Linked DNA regions of Hordeum vulgare: region 2 is linked to region 1. A link is a contact called in public Hi-C data. All regions are on one chromosome and are shown on one strand. Each heading gives the region's core, a stretch centred on a gene start, on an enhancer-like site or on the middle of the called end of the contact. The rest is flanking DNA. Distances are from core to core; before and after follow the strand shown.

What was found. A called contact is a pair of places that touch in the nucleus more often than the background predicts.
Region 2: a contact with region 1 is called in a Hi-C map of seedling, with 7 times the contacts expected there. The contact joins the promoter of LOC123452599 here to the promoter of LOC123397204 in region 1. A contact is called at or near these places in 2 of 6 Hi-C or Micro-C datasets (leaf and seedling) and 1 of 1 datasets of contacts at active chromatin or transcription factors (embryo).

Annotation. Positions count from the first base shown.
Region 1 is chr5H:542,602,088-542,607,950 of MorexV3_pseudomolecules_assembly, reverse strand. LOC123397204 (protein IQ-DOMAIN 5-like) reads left to right here and starts at 2,985. Exons shown (of 11, transcript XM_045091844.1): 1 at 2,985-3,245; 2 at 3,335-3,473; 3 at 4,129-4,365; 4 at 4,993-5,223; 5 at 5,435-5,548. The coding sequence starts at 3,381.
Region 2 is chr5H:542,791,119-542,796,956 of MorexV3_pseudomolecules_assembly, reverse strand. LOC123452599 (dnaJ protein homolog) reads right to left here and starts at 3,131. Exons shown (of 6, transcript XM_045129277.1): 1 at 2,850-3,131; 2 at 1,901-2,069; 3 at 1,644-1,785; 4 at 1,280-1,556; 5 at 993-1,191; 6 at 416-903. The coding sequence starts at 3,002. The coding sequence ends at 578.

The DNA.
Region 1 (5,863 bases), core at 1,736-4,235:
CATGTCCTACTTGCATTCCACATGCACTCACGTACCCTGGCAACAAGATCAACATAACAACAACAACAACAACAACAACAACAAGAGTAGCATCAACAACAATAGCAAGAAGAGTAGCATGAACAAACATCAGTAATAACTAACAACAGTAACATATATACTAGTAGTAGCACCAAGAACAAACAATGTTGCACTACAAACTAACAATATGGCAGTAAGAACAAATGAAAGCCACCACTACATTATGAACAATCTAGGCATGTGGGATGAACAAAGTAAGCATGCAATCTTGTTCATACCCAAAACAGTGGATTCTCATCAAACCCGGTCGAATCTAGTAGAATCCAATCGAATCAGATCGAATCGGGTCAAATGTACGGGTCACAATCTAATCCAACACACTATGAACTACCCTAAGAACCCTAACTAAAAAGCACAGGGGGATTTGAGAGCTTACTGTGGGGGTTGCTGGTGTAGCGTACGCCGACCGTGGTGAAAACTTCGGCGGGAAGAGGGGTGCTGACGCCACTGATGAAGAGGACCCGACCATTCCGAGGGTTGCGGCCGTGGACCTCGTCCAGCGCCGGCTCGAAGATGACACCGGCGTCCTGGAGCTCCCCTCCCCTTGCGCCAGACGCAGAGGAGAAAACCCTCATACGGGGGTAAAATACCCTCATAAGAGGGGCCTGCAAAGGATGATGCCGGCGGGTATTGGATCCCTCCGATGTTCGAACCGATGGAGAGGACCACCGGCTCCGGTGGAGGAGACGGAGCAACCGGCGCCGACGCTGCATTGGCCCGGGGCGGCGACATGGTGTAGAAATAGGAGGGAGCTTGCAATGCCGGCGCCAGACCTACAACGGCCATAGAGAGGCCGGCAACCCACCTCTCTTGGATGGGATTGTTGTCGGTGATGACCGGGGTGGGTGGGGCGTGGCTAGACTGTGGCGTGGCCATCGGAGAAACCGAACGGGCGGTGAGGTGAGAGAGAGGGATTGGTGTGAACTTGCGAGGGAGGTGATGGGAGAGGGCGTGGGGAGTTATGAGGAGTCGCTTTGTCTCCCTCGCGTTCCAAGGCTTGCAGGCGCTCGCCGTGCGTGCTCAAGCGAGCTTGGCTCGCAAAAAAGGCTGATTCGGCCGTTCCTCCATAGCGAGGCCCACGCCTGCTTTGAGGTTCGTGCAGGCCATGAATTGGATGCGACCCACACAACTAAACGGGTCATATTCTTTCCGTGCGGGCCTAGCCCGACCTAATGCGAAGAACCAAACACGTCCGTAATGCATGTTATTAAACCAGGTACACATCTCTGTTTTATGCCTGGATTTGATCAGATTATTCCAGTTGAGTCACAGAAGCAAAGAGGCAAAAAAGATATAGGCTACCAAACGTGTATGCATAGGACGTGCTGCTTTTGAGCCCGAACTCAAATGAGCTCGAATGAACAGTACCTTCCAAAAACAATGGATTTTTTCTTAAAGATTCCTATATTTTATGCAACATTGATTAATGTTCTCAGTGCTCAAAAAATTTCATCACAAAATAACATTTATGAAAGTCGTAGCAAAAAAGCAAAAATGATGCTTTAAAAGTGTTATTTTTGGCAACGTTTTGGATCAGTGTTTTTTTCACGATTCTATTAATGTCATTTTTCGGTAATGCAAACACTGAGAACTTTTGTCAATGTTTTCACCTAAAAAAATTCACAATTTTTTGAAATATCTTTTGTTTATTTTATTTTGGATTTTACCTTTCAGAATTTCTTCGAATCAAAGAGCCCTAAACAGGAAGCAAAGGTAGCAGCAGGCGACAGTTAAAATTTGACCTTGGTCGGTTGGCATGACGCAGGACATAACGTGTCCCATTGATGTACCGCCCAATGATAAAGGCTTTTCCCTCACAGTTAATCAGCTTTACACTGGGAATGGATGCTTTGTTTAATACTTCCTCTGCATCTAATATTTGTTGTTGGGAGAACTAATCTAGGTTTTTCAACCAACAAAAATTTAAAAACAGAAGAAATAATGCCAGGTATTCCTTCTTTATTTATTTTTAAATTTTTTTACTGTCTAAGTAACGCCAGAAAATGAATATACGCAGCAGAATCCAGCGTGCCACTAGCATCGAGCGACTGACCAAGCAAGTGTGAGTAGCGGTTCTTAAAGTTACATGTCTCATAAAAACTCAGTTCTGACAAAGCAATTGCCACCCCCACACACACTGCTGTACTCCTCCAGTACCAAAGTCCTCCGACGTTTATCACTTTGAGGATCTCCGTGCTAGCTTTCTCGTAGTGACGCATCCAAGATTTCTGCCGAGTTGAAATACAGACGGTAAACAGAGAAAACCTGTATTTTCTTCAGTGCGCCTAACGCCGTCTCTTGGGCATATATCCTTAACCAAATGTAATCACCAAATGTTGTTGAGGACCGAACAGATGGCAATGTCAATCTAGATTAAGCTACACTAGATGCGTATCTCAACGAATTTATGTATACATTAAAAGGGAATCACACCGGCCCTGAAATCTTAGTGCCACAAAGCACGTGATCAATCAGTCCACAGTCTCGAACAAAGCCACTGACCAAAATCCAACAAAATCCGCAGCACAGGGTGAAAAAAACAACACAGCTTTCACTCTGGGGAGCGCACGGCATTGCTAAACTATGATAACTCTAAACCCAGCAGCAGCAGCAGCAGCAGCATCACCTTGTCCTAAGGCTAATCAAAGAATCTTTTGCCTGCAAGAGAAGCAGGCAAAAAAAGAAACGACACCCTGCGGTAAGAAAATAAATCATCTCGGAAGGGAGCAACAAGAAAGGGCTTTTGATTCCGACAAGCGGGTGCAGAAAGCAAAACCTGAGGAAAGCGCCGCGCTTTTCTTCCTTTCTCTCTTTGTTTGCTTGTTTATTGCAAAGAGTGGTAGTAGACTAGTAGTACAGTGTGATTTTCCTGGCTATATAATTCTGGGCCTCCTCCTCCCTGCGGCTGCCACACAGGCAGCGACTGACCGAGCGAGCGAGCCAGCAATAATTCGCACCGGCACACAGGAGCGGCAGTAATGGCCGCGTGGTGAGTGCCAGTAGCAGGCAGGCAGGGGAGCAGCGCCACTGCACTGGGCACTGGTGACGCTTCCAGCCCACGCCCTCCCTTGCCCCCCTCCCTCGCCACCTTCGCCTCCCAATCTCGCGGTGCGGCGGCGGTGCCCGGCCCCGGTTCCACCGGCGTCACAGGTGCCCGTGATCTGGTAACTCACTTTCCATGGTGATTTTTGACTTTTCTAGTCCTCTTCTCTGAGATTGCCCTCGTGCTGACGACACTTATCTGCGACTCGAGGTGGTTGCAGTGGCGGCGAGGTGAGGTGAGGTGACGCGGCGGCGGGATGAGGTGGCTCAAGTCGTTGGTTGGGCTGAGGAAGGCGGAGAGGCAGCAGCAGCAGCAGCGCCGCAAGGAGGATGGCGACGCCGGCCCAACAGTACGGGGCACTACCTCTACCTACCTGCGATTCCGCCTCTCCTTTGCTTCTCACCTCTGGGTTCATTAATTCCATTTGGTCAACTTATTACCTTATTCTGCTTGGATGTCGAAGGATCATAGCAATATTTTGCCCAGTGCTTTTTTTTTTATCATACCGTGAGAATTCATTCTTATTCTACACTAAATCTACTAATATAGGTAGCAGTTGGTACTTCTTGTATGCATTGCTTTTGCAAGTTGTAGTTGTTTGCTTGTTGCAGATCTGGGTTATATTATCCGAGCCATCCTTTGGCTCTGCACCACTGACAAGGTTAAATTTTGAGGACTGAAATTAGTCACACACAAAAAAAACTCAACTGATCTGTTGCTATGTAAGCACAATAACTATAAATTTGGAACATCAATGGATATTAGTAGTACTCCCTCTGTTCGCTTTTATAAGGCGTTGCAGATACTTCAGACAGCGTGCAAAACAGCTCTATTTCAGTTGTCTGAAACGACTTGTAAAGGTGAACGGAGGGAATAGTATCTTTACACCATCTCTGAAGATAAACATATGAGGAGGCCATGTTTCTGCTGCCACATGTTCCTTTGCTGATGTGGTATGAGAATTCCCTTGTTTGCTTACACATTCTGAACTGGGGAAATTGCAGAAGAGGGATGTCGTCGATCAGTTCCACTGCCAGGGCCAGCATTCCCAGGATCACGGTGGCCTTGTCGGACCAGAAGAGTTCCCTGATGGAAATGTTCTGTCAGAAGACGATTGCAGCACACCTTCATGCTCAGGGCCTGGTTTCAATACGCTTAGCGTGGCACTGCCTCAAACAGAAGAGGAACTCAAAGAGATCTGGGCTGCCACTATTATTCAGACTGCGTACAGAGCCCTCCTGGTATTCACCTTTTTCTCTGTAGATTTTGCCATTGTCCAGTGTGTGCTTTTTATACATTTTGAACATTCTAAAAGCTCCATGTTCCAAGCAAACCTGCACTTTCATCTCAATGTGTAGGGTTATATTAGGGGGGTTGCTATGTGTAAAACGTCTATTTAAAACAGGACCTTGTGCAGTCACTATGGTATAAGATAGAGAGTGGTTAGCTTTATGTAATGGCTATGCAGTTTCAGTAGAAGTAAGAAAAAACTACAACTGAATAATCCTGATACATGGTCCTCAAGTTTGTATATTTGATATTTGGTCTCATGCTTATAGTTGGTAAACAAAAGCACCGTCTTAACTGGTGTATAAAAGTAAAACTTTTAATTCATGGAAGTGTTATGTATATAGGTCGATGTGATACACTTTGGTACTGTGCAACAATGTTTGACGAACCATATGTTCATACTTCATATGGCTGGCAAGTTGAAGTATTAGTGCAAAGCATAATATCTTACCGACAGGTTCATCTTGTAAACAAAGAGATGCTGGAATGAAATTCAGGAATCTGCCAAGATTGCTCTAAATATCTATTTTCTTATAGGGCACTAGTACTACACTAAGTTTAACTTCATTCCTCTTCAGGCTAGGCGAGCCCGCCGAGCTTTAAAAGGACTGGTTAGGCTTCAGGCCCTTGTAAGGGGTCATATAGTGAGAAAGCAAGCTGCTATAACACTCCGGTGTATGCAAGCTTTGGTCAGGGTACAAGCCCGTGTTAGAGCAAGGCGAGTTCGTGTGGCCCTGGAAAATCAGATGGATGACCAACAAAATAATGAAGAAGAGCAAACAGACGAGGCACATGTTCGAGAAATTGAGGTAAGCTGCACACCAGTTTGCAGGGTTTTTGGTTATAATCTTCTATATTAATATTTTCGTTATGCTGCTTGCCTTGTTGGCATCCGTTCATAACTCAGAAGTTCCCCATCAGTATTACAGTTTGTATTTTTAAAAGAGGATAAATTGTAGTGCAGGTGCAGTTATTTGGCTCAGGTAGTTAACTTCCATTACCACCTTACTGAAAATGCAGGATGGGTGGTGCGATAGTATAGGGTCTGTGGAAGACATCCAAGCAAAACTGTTGAAGAGGCAGGAAGCAGCAGCCAAGCGTGAGCGGGCCATGGCCTATGCCCTTTCTCACCAGGTAACTTTATCATACGTTTTACGCGAGGATTACTCAATATTGATACTGGTAAGTGGTAACAACATGATGCTTGAACCGCGGATTTGGTGAATGCTATATATTGCACCAAACATATTGCCCTGAACCTAACTGTAGCTTCTGGATATTCAGCGTAATATGGGGAGCCTCATGCTCGCTGTTTTTGTGTATTTTGCTGCACTGCCGTCTAGTATGTTTGTTGTTGCTGCATTCCAAGTGTTGCTTTCATGAATAACATTGAAGTTAACCTTCCCTCCAAGCGAGCTATATAATTTTGGTCATCATGTTTTCCTTGCT
Region 2 (5,838 bases), core at 1,882-4,381, 190 kb before region 1:
ATTCCGTGAACGAGTTTTAAAAACTTGTCAAATTTAAATGTATGGTCAAATTGTTATTCATATATGTATTTTTAGTATTTTGTGCGCTATGGTCAAATTGTTATTCATATATGTATTTTTAGTATTTTGTGCGCTACATCGGAGTCTGACGAAATTCGACAAGAAAGTTGCCTAGCCAAGAGGAACAAAAGGTTGGAACTATCTAACATCCTGGTTGAACCGTCACGCGGTCCAATTGCACGTCCTTTCTAGCTTAAAAAACACGGTTCCAGTTTTCTTGGGTACGCCGGCCAGCCTATTCGATTTTTTTAACTGTATATGCGTGAATCCCGAGTAAACAAGTGCTCAAGTCCGACGAAATCTTAGCGTCAAACATAATGTCAGCTCTGCTCATCAGCAGCCAACAAGCAAAACGAGAACGCAAATAATTTTCCCGGAAGAAGCGGCATTTGTTCAAGTAGTTAATATATCATATACTAGCACCAAAAGGGTAAGAACCCTAACATGGAAAACTTGAGAGAAGGACAGAAACGAATTCATCTGCTCACTGACGATCAGATCACAACATCCTGCCTGACTACTGCTGGGCGCACTGCACCCTCTGCCCGCCGCCGCCCGGCATATCCTCGTCCTCGTCATAGGCCTCCTGCGCCTGCTGCTGCTGCTGCCTCCGCATCTCTTCCTCAATGTCTATGTCGTAGGCCATCGTCTCCTCGCACTCGTCTAGCTCCATGTCCGTGTACTGCGATGCCGGCTTGGGCGGGAGGACCGTCTCGAGGGCCTTGCACTGGTCCAGGCTCAGCGAGTCGGGGAAAACAACCGTGAAGTGGATGTAGAGCTTGCCCTTCATGAAGGGCCTCTGGTACATGGGCATGCCCTCGTCGTTGATCGCCTTGAATGAATCTGCACAAACAATTGCCAATCAGCATCAGTTTGAATATATACCAAAACCAAACTGAGCACTTCTTCCAGGTTAAGTCATCAACACTTACCAGGCTTGACAACTTCCCCGGGGTTGGACTTGATGAGCAGCTGTCTGCCATCCAAATGAGCTAGGACATATTGGAAGCCACAGAGGGCCTCCGTCAGGGTCAGGGTGTGCTCATAGAAGAGGTCGTCGGCCTTCCGCTTGAATTTGGGGTGCTCCTTCTGCTGGAGGACGAAGATTATGTCTCCAGTGACGGTATCAGGCTGCACACAACAAAAGCAGAGAGATCAGACAATGAAACATGCACAACAGAGAGCAAAATGTAACATAGAACAGAAGTTTGACCCATACCGCTTCATCTGCCTCTCCAGGGAAGGTGATCTTCTGTCCATGCTGCATACCCTTCTCGACCACCACCTCCAGGACTTTCTTCTCGTGAACCACCTTCTCACCCTTGCACTGCCCGCAACGATCCTTATCACTGATGGTCTCACCACTTCCCCTGCACTCATTGCAGGGCTGCTGCATTTGCTGTATCATTCCTGGTCCCAGCTGCCTGATCTGGACCTTGTAACCAGCACCTTGGCAGCCGGCACACTTCATGGAAGCCCCAGACTTTGAACCCTTGCTGCAGGACAAATGGAAGACGGTTAAAATTCAGAACTTGCAGCAGCCGCTAAATGCGAGGTTGCACACACAAGGGAAGACAACATACCCATTGCACTTTGAGCAGAGCACATTGCGGGCAAGAGAGAGTTTCTTCGATGTTCCATTGTACAACTCCTCAAGGCTAACCTTCAGAGGATGAACCACATCCTCACCCCTGCGCTGACGCCTGCCCCTGCTGCTGCCACCACCTGTAGAACACAATGCCATGGTTAACTCAGGTCAAAATATAGGCAGACAGCAATGGCAAAGAGAGTGATTCAGTTGGTTCAAAATTGAGGTCGTGGAAGATGTCAAATGAATTACCTCCAAAGGGGTTGCCGCCACCACCAAAGAATGATTGGAAGATGTCAAATGGATCGTGCATTCCACCACCTCCCATTCCCTCCTTGAGGGCATCCTCACCATACTGATCATAGATCTCTCGCTTCTCAGGATCACTCAAGACCTCATAAGCCTGAGCTAGCTCCTTGAACTGCAATACAACAATCATTAGTTAGCCATCTCAAGCAGAAAACAATGTTTGACGCAAACAGATCAACCAGCCAAAGCATCAGTACCCACTACCCAGCAAAGCTTGACGACTTAACAAGCATTAGTTGTTAGTTTTAGCTTTGACCGATCGAAGCATCGGTAGTCAGCATTTAGTTCAGCTAGGTTGGCATATGGCGATATGAATTTAACAAGTTGCCTGCCTAGTACGAGTATGACATTGCATAATGTTTGAATAAACAAATGATGACAGCACTCTCAACAATTGTATTCGTCTGGATTCTCTACGTTTAATCATCATCAATTATCAAATTGTGCATCGAGAGGTACAATAGCAAGCAATTTAACAACACACACACGGATTACTTCTACATCAGCAATTCAACAAAAAGCACCAGCATATAATGGAATAGATCGTAATGAATTGCTCAATTTAGCATCTAAAATCATCGAGCGTACTAAGTATTCTCAACAATTCCGAGCACGTGTATAAGGACGATTTCAAAGATTCCATGCCGAATGTTGAACAAATGACAATTCAATGTTCTTTCTAAAGCCGCTCCCGATCAAAAAGCATAATTCTTCCCCGCCTAAACCTATCTACGAAACACGCATCCACCAATTCCTTGGCCTAATCCAATCGTATCCTACACCGGCGCGGCCCCGGGCCAGATCCATCTGCCGTACCAAATCTACCAGCCTAGCAATCCCCGTCGAGAACAGATCGGCAGGAAAGGGGGGAAGAGATCGGGCGGGCGCTCACCTTCTCGGGGTCGCCGCCCTTGTCGGGGTGGTTCTTGATGGCGGCCTTGCGGTAGGCCTTCTTGAGGTCGTCCTGGGACGCGTCCTTGGGCACGCCCAGGATCTCGTAGTAGCGCGTGCTGTCGCTCTTCTTCGGCGGCCCGCGGCCGAACATCTCGCCTTAGGCGATGAGCGCGAACCCTCCAAGCTCGGCGGAGAAGACGAAGGGGACGAAACCCTAGCTGGTTGATCCGGTGGGGGACGGGGTCGCCGGTGGGATCGGTTTGTGAGGAGGGGTGGGGGAGAGGGGGCGGTGGTAGTTATAGCGGAGCGCGGGACGGGTGGCCGGGAGTGAACGCTCTCGAAGATGCGGGAGGACGGGGGAGAGGGCGGTTGCGAGCCGTCGGATCCGGATCGGGCGGCGGTGGGGGCGGAGGGCCGAGCTTCCAGATGCTTCCGGGGTGTTCTGGCGAAAGGAGGGGCGATGCGGGTTCCGGGAAGGGGAGCGCGTGGTTGGGTTGACGCTGGTAAAAGAGGTCCGACCTGGCGGCCTGGGTACTGTACCGTAGCGAGCGCGGGCCCGACCGGAGGGAAGCATCCGATTACAAGGATTCTCCATCCAAAGATGTTGGAAACAACGAGCGATGTTTTGGTCTTCGGAGTAGTAACGTAAAAATATATATTAAATGTTTTTTAAGAAATTTGAAATTTTTGTAGATGATTACATTACCGTTCAAACATGCATGATAATTTTCGTGCGATAAAGAGTAGCGGTATTTCGTCGGTAAAAAGATAATTTTGAGGTGACATTTTAGGGTAACTTTTGATGTTCAATTTATTTTTCTTGCACAAGCCAAAATGTTAAGCTTTTTGCTTCAAAAAATACTGGTACACTAAGTACATAAATAAATTTTGTCTTGATATTTTTTTAACCTTTTTTTGGCACCGGCAGCATATGCTCCTGGAAGCCGAAATGCATTTCCAATAGGAAACATCGCTTCACACATGGCCTCATACCAAACTTTTTGATACATAAACCCGGAGTCGTATAACTTGTTGGAATCGAACCTCACAGTTTGAATCCGTGAAATCGATATCCTGACCTTTTTTAACCCGGCCAATATCAACCATATATTGATCGTATACCTGTTTGTTGCACTGGAATAAAGCAATCCCGGACGGGATTGTTGTAGTGGAATAAAGCAATCCTGGCCGGGATTACAGGTTCTCTCATTGTACACGTCATATATATCGTCTTTCCCTCTGTTGTGTTGTCGTGTCGAGCTCGCCGAGCGATGTTGCAAGAACCAGCATCGCGGTGCATGTCAAACTCCACAGCACGCCCCGACACCCATTGAAACGCCCAAGCCGAGTAAGAGGCCGTGCTCATAGGCGTACTCACGCATCCACTGAACGACACCTAGCTCACTGCCGCCGATACAGATCGATCAAGCTTTTTTTTAGAATAAAGGCTCGGGACGAGCCTGGCTTTGAATTAATAAATCAATCAACCAACAAGGAAATTACAACTCAAAAGCAAAACAAACTAGGGATACGGTATACTCGTTGAAGATACAAGCCAATAGGTGAGCAGCTAAAGAACATAATCTAATAAGAACAAGCAAAATAAAATTAAAGCTTTGAATAAAAAGGCTTGCTTGATCCATCAACAAAGCACCGGTCTTCAGGTGAACAAGGGCTGCTCCATGAAGCAACAAGGTCAATACAACAAACTAGAAGCTTCACGAGCAGAAACGGTTGTAGGTCCAAACAGAGATTCATCAAAGACCCAAACTTAAGCAGCACCATCATCACCACATGTCAATACGTGCAAAACTCAAGCCTCAAGTGGAGCGGGGGAGTTCGCAGAGGCGCCTCCAAGGAGTAACACGGCACCCAAGGGCGCCGACATCATTCACAACAACCGAAGTCTTGCAAAGCTTCGCCTTTTCCCCAACATCCAGCCCAAACTGGCCACAATGTCGACCAAAATGAAACGAGCACACGAGGCGTATAAATAAAACACCGACAACCACCTGGCAAGCCGTCGAATCCAACAACCAGAGGATCAGACGACCGGATCGACCGTTCGTAAGACACTCGACTGGTATCGACCGAAGAAGGCAACATGAAGAGCCGAGGTGAGGCGTGAAGAATTCACAGAACCAACACAGAGGAAGACAAGTTGGAGCACGAGGGTGACAAACGACACAAAGGACGGGGAACCCTAATGGCTACGCCTCCAAGGAGAAATTATCTTGTCAAGACATAGTCATCACCTACAATGGACATAACCTTGCGGATAGCCTTGCGGAGCTTTCATTGGGTTCCAACGATCCATCACATCACCACCACCAAATGGATTGATGAGAAAGAAGACACAACCGACCATCACTTGAAATGCTCCCAAGCGTTGTGGGCACCGTTCCAAGCAAACATGGCCCCCTCATGGCCCGCCAACACCATGAACCACAGATTCAAGCCAGTAGGTCACCCGGTACTAGCACACCCGGATCCACCTTGATAACCCACAAGTATAGGGGATCCCGACAGTCTTCGAGGGTAGTATTTCAGCCAAATTTATAGATTCAACACGAGGGAAGCCAAAGAATATTTATGAGATTAGCAGTTGGGTTCGGGGAAGGGGGCGCATGGTTGGGTTGACGTTGGTAAAACAGGTCCGACCTGGCGACCTGGGTACTGTACCGTAGCGAGTGTGGGTCCGACCGGAGGGAAGCATCGGATAGAAGGATTCCCCCTCCAAAGATGCTGGGAAACATTGCTTCACACTTGGAATCGTATGAAAGCCTTTTGATAGATGAAGTATAGCCTGTTTTAAGGTAAACATTGGCTTTCGGCGGACCGGCAAAAGCGTTGCGCCAGTCACGCATGCGTCACTGGATCTGTCGCGATCAAACACACCCGAATAGCGTCACGTCATGCTGGAGAACGCTTCGGTGTTTCTTATCTCCATCACTGCACAACGTGTCCGCTCATTTTTTATTCCATCC